2 separate regions of the Ovis aries genome follow, and region 2 is linked to region 1. A link is a contact called in public Hi-C data. All regions are on one chromosome and are shown on one strand. The core of a region is the stretch at or near the end of the contact, and the rest is flanking DNA. Distances in the headings are between cores, read along the strand shown. Region 1 holds the start of PKNOX2 (PBX/knotted 1 homeobox 2). Region 2 overlaps PKNOX2 (PBX/knotted 1 homeobox 2).

Region 1 (3,212 bases), core at 281-2,780:
GAGAGGATTCAACTCCACCTGTGATGGGCGCTCCAGTGAAGTTTCTTCCACAAGCGACTTTGGAAGTGGAATGTGGTGGGAGGTGGGGTTGGGGTGGGGGCGGGTATTGGGAAGATCTGTATAAACAGTATTTGCTATATCTGGGTTGTGATGTTAAAAAAAAAAAAAAAAAAGATTCAATTGCCCCCTTTGAGCAGTAGCTAATGGCTCTCATTCTTGGCCAGGAAGGAGGCAGACAAGGAATGACCAGAGGCCTGGAAAGAGCAAAGGGGCAGCCTTCAGCTTCTTGGGTCAGCTTCTTTACCCGAAAACCTGGGCTGCTTGGGTTTTACTTTCTGCTTTCCTCGCTTACATCCGTGTCTTTTGTCTAGGCTTCATCCAGGCCCCCTGCCTGGTCTGGGGTCAGAGGATCAATCCCTGCCTAACAGTGGCTGAAATGACTCCTCTACAGAGAGCAAGAAGAAAATTTCATAGGCGAAGTGGGGTTCTCTTGTCCCTTACGCAGAGGGCCACGTGCTCAGTTGTGGAAGCAAGCAAACCTCCAGGTGACACTCACTTAGTAGGACTGTAATCTTGGTGGAATGAAAGAAGGCACATGTCTGACACCATACATGCTTGTGTTGGTCCTCCTCCTGGTGAATTTCCTCCCAGAAGCAGGGGAAGCCACCCCAGCAGTCAGTCCCAGGCTGCAACAGTCCAGCTGGTCTCTCCTTTTACACCACCTCACCGATCCCCAGAACTCTGACACTTTTTAGAATGAAAATAGGAAGAGGCTTAAAACAGGCCTGCCTGGCATTTGCAAAGAGGTGATTTACTGACAAAGCCCCCACACCTTTTTATCTCTCCCTCTGCCCCTGGAAGAACCAATCGCCCCAGGAAGCCCAGAGCAGAAGGAGCTCTTGAGAACAGGAATAACTAACCAGAGTGTCATCTGAGCACCTTTTCTGGGGCCAGGGTAATGAGAATTATTCAAATGCAATCATAAAAATGAGGCCAGCCAGGCAGGAATGGGGTGGAGGTGGGAGAGGAGTGGGGGTGGGGGGAAGAATTTCTTGCCAGTTTTAAGTTTCATAATTTCTGGGGAGTGCTCTCAGGGTCCACAGAAGAAAATTTCCCCGCACCTCCACCAGCGTGAACTCAAGTTGTCTGGAAGCCCCGCCTCGGTTTTCTGCCGAGGGGGACTTGGCCTGGGTTGCGGGTAGTATTCCCGAGTTCCTGGGTGGGGGGAGGGGGCGGGGGTCGGCTGCGTTCTTCCGTCGGAGGCCACCTCTCATTCTGAGGTTTTCTCCCGGCAGCCGGAGCCGCTTAGACGTCTTAGAAAAGCCTCCAGCAGAGGGAGACACTCCGGCTGCTGCTCCGACTTGGAAGCGGCCGGGGCCGGGAGTGGGTGGGGGTGATGGGGGGGGTGGGGAGAAAGGGGGAGTGGGGAGAGGGGAGGTGTGTGGAGGGGGGGGGCTCCGGGGGGCGGGTCCCTGTGCCGCTGACGTCCCGAGCAGTGCTGGGAAGTATAGGCTGTGTTGTCACGCCGGTGTCAGTCTGATGAAGATTGGCATCAGGTAAGCTGTCATTCATTTCCATGTCAGAGACGCTTTTGCAGGCGGCGGCGGCGCGGCGGCGGCGGGTGCTGCTGCTGCGGGCGGCTGCCTCAGAGCGCGTGTGTTTTATTCCAGTCCCCAAGCCAGAGTATTATTCATTGCGACAGGGCAAGGAGGAGAGAGGGAGAGAGGGAGGCAGCAGGGAGGAGAGAGAGGGAGGCAGCAGGGAGGAGGGAGGCAGGGAGCAGCGAGGGACGGCGGGAGCGTGCAGAGGAGCTGGGGAAGCGCCGGGAGAGCGCGGAGCGAAGCAGCGCGAGCGGTGTTGAGGCCCGGGAAGGAGGCGGCCCGCCCGCGCCCGGGCCCGGCCAGCGCGCAGCCCCGCCGCCCCGCCGCCTCGCTCCGCTCGGGCCCGTGGCGGGGCGTGCATTGTCCGCGGGTGTGAGGAGAGGGGCTGCGGACTCGGACCCCCGCGGGCCCAAAACACCGTAGCGGGCGGGCGGGGAGCTGCGCGCTGGGTGCGCCGGGGACCGGAGTAGGGACTCGCGCGCGGGCCGGCGGAGCCCCGGTGCCGGCAGCTCCGGGCTGGGCGCTCCGTGGGCGAGGCTGAGATTGGCGGGCCGGCTCCAGGTTCGCTTTCTATCTCCCGGCTTCTGGCGCCCTTCGGGCCGGCGCTTCCTTGGCGCCAGCAGCTTGGAGCTGCCTTCGAGCGGCTGGAAGCAGGAGCAGCCCCAGACTCGGGCCGGCTGGCTGGAGTCCGGGAGCCGCGGCCGCGTCCTGCTCGGCCTGCGGAGCCGGGACGAACGAGGGTTTGCAGGCGGATCCGTGGGGACAGCGGAGCACGAGCTGTGGATCAGGGAAGCCGGGATCGCAGGGGCCAGGCTCGGGGACCCTAACGCGGGAGGAGCTGTAATTTGTAGCGTTACTAGCTTTCCGAGGATTGTTGGGAGTCTTTGGCGAGGTGTGGGGAGGCGTAGGGGCCCTCGGCGAGGTTCGGGAATTGGAAGCCCTCCTGGCTCAAGAACTGGGGCACGAGTTCGTAAGAGGGGGGGTCGGAAAGCGCTCAAAGAGAGAGAGCCGAGGGGGATGGGGCAGGGTCCCGAGTCTGCCGCGCAAAGTTTGCGTTTCTTTCGGGTGAGGCGTGCGGGGCTCTCCCGACTCCAGACCCAGAGGAAGAAACGAGCCACGCGGGCCGCCTTTTCCGGGGGCTCTCAGGGGAGAACCCGAGGTTCCGGCGCGGTGTGGAGACCAGGGGCTAGTACTGGGAGTAGGGCGAGGGGTGGGTGGTGGTTGTGCATCAGCCCTGAATGAGGGCTGGGCTTCGGGGCGAGGCTAGAGTTCGGGTTTTTAGGATCCAAGCTGTTTTCAGAAGCCGGATCGAAGGGCCGCCGATCGAATCTGCACACCGGTCAAAGCAGGGAGCCGGAAGGCTGGAGTTAGGGGCCTGGGCTTACATCTGAGGATGGAATCGGAGGAAGTGGTGGCGTCTTTTAGGGTTTAGCCACGGGTACACGGGTTTTTTTGGCGGGGGGGTGGGGAGTTGAAACTATTGGAATTTGGGGAGGGTCGCTCCCGGGAGTCCCCACGCTCAGTGGGTTGATAAACGATTAGGTAGGCGATAAAAGTAGTTGATGGGAGCCATGGCCGGCGAGCCCCAAATTCCTGCCGCTTATTCCCGAA
Region 2 (3,195 bases), core at 115-2,614, 120 kb after region 1:
TAAGCGTCTGCAGGAGCAGACGATCTATGGTACATGCCCATTTGTACCGAGAGGGGCATAAGCGAAGATCCATGGCACCTGTGTGCCAACCCCCCTTTTCTATGGGCCTCAGTTTCCCCAGAAACGCAGTAGGAGGATGTGGCACTACTCTTCAAGAACACTTCCCTGGTGTGTGCTCCCCACCCCTGCTGCCCCCCTCCTGCCTGGACTGCAGGAGTGGAAGGCTGTGTGAGAACTGAGAGGTGGGGGCAGCACACGGAGGAGATCTGCTGCCCGGACCAGTTTAGGCAAACAGCAGGGACTGCTGGCGGAGGCTCCAGCCCCCACTTTCGCGGTAACAGCTGCAGTCCAGCTGCTGGCATCCCTGCTGGGGGAGCGTGCTAAACCTCTCCAGGGTCAGCGCTGTGGTATGTCGGTTTCCATAGCAACCAGCCAACGGGCCACTTTCTCAGAACAATTCCCCTACTCAGCCGGGTTCTGGACTTAGCTCAGCCCAAGGGCATGTGGCTGAGGAGCAAAGCAGGAGGGGGAAAGGCTGCCCGAGGGCCAGATGGCCCCCCAACCCCCTGCAGAAAGTGGCTATCTCCAGTCTCGTCTGAGCACAGAGGGCGTGCACCAGCAGGACAGGGCAGGCGGACTCTCTTCCGGTTCAGGCTGTCCCTCGCCCCCTGCTCTTTGCCACCCTCCCATGCCCACTCATCCACAGACCGCCCAGCTCGGCCTGGCTGGACGTATCAGGTCTTTGTCTGGATCACAGCTGCCTTGGCTGGGCTCAGAGCTGGGAGGAGAAAGTTCCGGAATGGTGTACGATGGGCAGGGGAGGGGGCTTGCTGGCCTCCATCTCCGCACCCTTCCATCCCACTCCAGGGCCATCGGAATTCCACCCGCCCGCCCTCAGTGACCTCTGGGGAAGACAGGGTCAGAGTCTGTCCCCTCCGCATGTTCAGAGGATGGGAAAGGTCACCTTTCTCAAGCCCCTTAGAAATAAACTCCCTTAACCTGAGCAGGTTGGTGCCACGCCTGACACTTTCGGAAAGAGAGACTCGGGAGAGAACAGACAAATTAGAAGCTCACAGGGACCTTGATCCATTTTCTGGGTGAGGAATCGGGGTGGTGGAGGGGGTAGACTGCTTTGTGTGGGGATGGGATGGCATGGGGGCACCAGGCCTCAATTCCTGTGCAGGGGCCATCACTCCTCACCTCTTTCCTCTCCCTGGTTGGGCTCACTGTTCAAGTCCAGAAACGGTGAGGGAGGCCAGAGCTTCTTCCCCAGGCCCCTTGGAACACAGCTCAGGCCACTGGGAACTTGGGGGCCACAGGGCCCTAGTTGCTGGACTTAAGTTTATTTCCAGAAGGGAGCCATTAGCAAATGGGGAAACTGGGATTAGGGTTGATGTCTCTGAGCAGGCCTAATAACCTCAGGGTTGGGCACAGGGCTAGGACTTGGTGTCCTGACAAGTGACCGGAGTGGTGCCTGGGGAGGCGTAGTGTTCCCAGAGTGACCTGTCCAGCTGTCTTGCTCATCTTTTCTGATCAACGGTTATGCACTTTCAAAGGGCCTAGTTCTTCCTTCTCTTCCCCTTATCCCATCTACCCTCTCACCCCCTTAAAAGGAGGGGACAGATGTCCTTTCTTCCACACACCACAGCTGCAACCGGACACATTCCCCTAGCCCCCGGAAACAGGTGTGGAGGATTTCTCAGCCCCTGGGGATGAGGGGCATTCAGGAAGACGACCAGTTTTAGAAGCTGCATGAGTTTTCATCCCCCTCTGGCCCCATCTGTGAAATGGGCGTGTTGCCTTGGATTAACACTTCCCAAAGTGGGCTCTGCAGCACAGTGGGCTCCTTGGGGGCTGGCGGGGGCAGGGAGGGGGGAGCCCTGAAACCCAGCAAACTTGGGAAATGCTGCCTAAACAATTCCTTTTGAAGAGTTACAGGGCTCCTTACCATTTTAAAGATTTTAACGAGTTCAGGATGCAAGACAACCCAGTTTAACCTAGGGCTTCCTAAACATTTATGACTGTGGTACCCTTAGTGTACATCCTATGAACAAACCCACCTGGCAGTTATCAGCCTGTACCAGACATTCCAAGGCCTTCCAAGTTACTCTTCAACATCTGAGGTGCTTCCCCCGCATCTGAACATCTGAGATGTTCCTGGCACCACAGATGGTCCTGTGACCACACCCCAACCCTGGGCTCAACCCTCCTTCCTGCCCCCTCCACCACCACCTCCTGCTGGCTGGCTGCTCAGCTTTGCTCAGATTATCTCCCTTCCAGATGGAGACGCTAGTGTCTGGTATGAGGAGAGGTCTCGCCCTGGACCCTCGAGAGCCAGGGCAGAAGTGGAGAAGCAGTGTGCTGGGATGTCTCAAGTTTCTCGAGGGAAGGAAGCCCTCATGGCTCCACCCTAACCCCCAACTCTCCCCTCAAGGCTCATGGGTCATCTGTGATTTTACTGCTTTAAAAAGTGAGGCAGTGCTTCTAGAACAAAGGGAGGAGAAAGTTCTGGCTCCCAAGCGTCTAGAAGGAGGAGTGAGTGGTGAAGCTAAAAAGGGAAAACTACAGGGGCTTCTCTGGTGGCTCAGTGATAGAGAATCTGCCTGCCAATGCAGGAGACATGGGTTCGATCCTTGATCCAGGAGGATCCCACATACTGCAGAGTAACTAAGCCCATGGGCCTCAGCTACTGAGCCTGTGGCTCTAGAGCCCAGGAACTGCAGCAAAATCCACCACAGTGAGAAGACCACACACCGCAGCTAGACAGTAGCCCCTGCTTGCCGCAATTAGAGAAATGCCCGAGCAGCAACAGAGACCCAGTGCGGCCAAAAATAAATAAATTAAACCCAAAAAGGAAAAGTGCCCTTCTCTCTTTACTGTCCAAACTCTCAGAAATAACACCTCACATGCTCCAGTCTTTAAATTTTCCAAAGACCTTGGGTGGAAATGCCCACATCTGCCCGTGAGGGGACAGCCGTGATGGACCGGAGACTGGACCGTGAAGCAGAGCACCTGGGCTCCCTCCGTCAGCCCTCCGTTCAGTCGTCCCATCTCTCAGAAGGAAGAAATAGTTTCATCCTCGCAGGATTCTTCAAAGAACTAAATGATATGGTAAACATGGCAGGGCCAACACGTAAGAACCCAGTAAGCCTCAGCTTAGGAGAATTAAACCCCTGAGAGGTAAGCATTCTCTAT

What was found. A called contact is a pair of places that touch in the nucleus more often than the background predicts.
Region 2: a Hi-C map of muscle shows a contact between it and region 1, with 2.0 times the contacts expected there. The contact joins the enhancer-like site here to the promoter of PKNOX2 in region 1. A contact is called at or near these places in 2 of 16 Hi-C or Micro-C datasets (hypothalamus and muscle).

The regions. Positions count from the first base shown.
Region 1 is chr21:26,049,382-26,052,593 of ARS-UI_Ramb_v3.0, forward strand. It overlaps PKNOX2 (PBX/knotted 1 homeobox 2), which reads left to right and starts at 1,531. Exons shown (of 14, transcript XM_060404255.1): 1 at 1,531-1,556.
Region 2 is chr21:26,164,702-26,167,896 of ARS-UI_Ramb_v3.0, forward strand. The region is part of intron 3 of PKNOX2 (PBX/knotted 1 homeobox 2); the gene reads left to right. Among named protein-coding and RNA genes, the nearest start is that of PKNOX2, 120 kb to the left of the region's middle. Within about 2 kb of position 1,365, at least 25 of the 54 cell types and tissues checked have an H3K27ac peak or open chromatin away from gene starts, as enhancers often do. A contact at or near this core is called in hypothalamus and muscle, where this site is marked.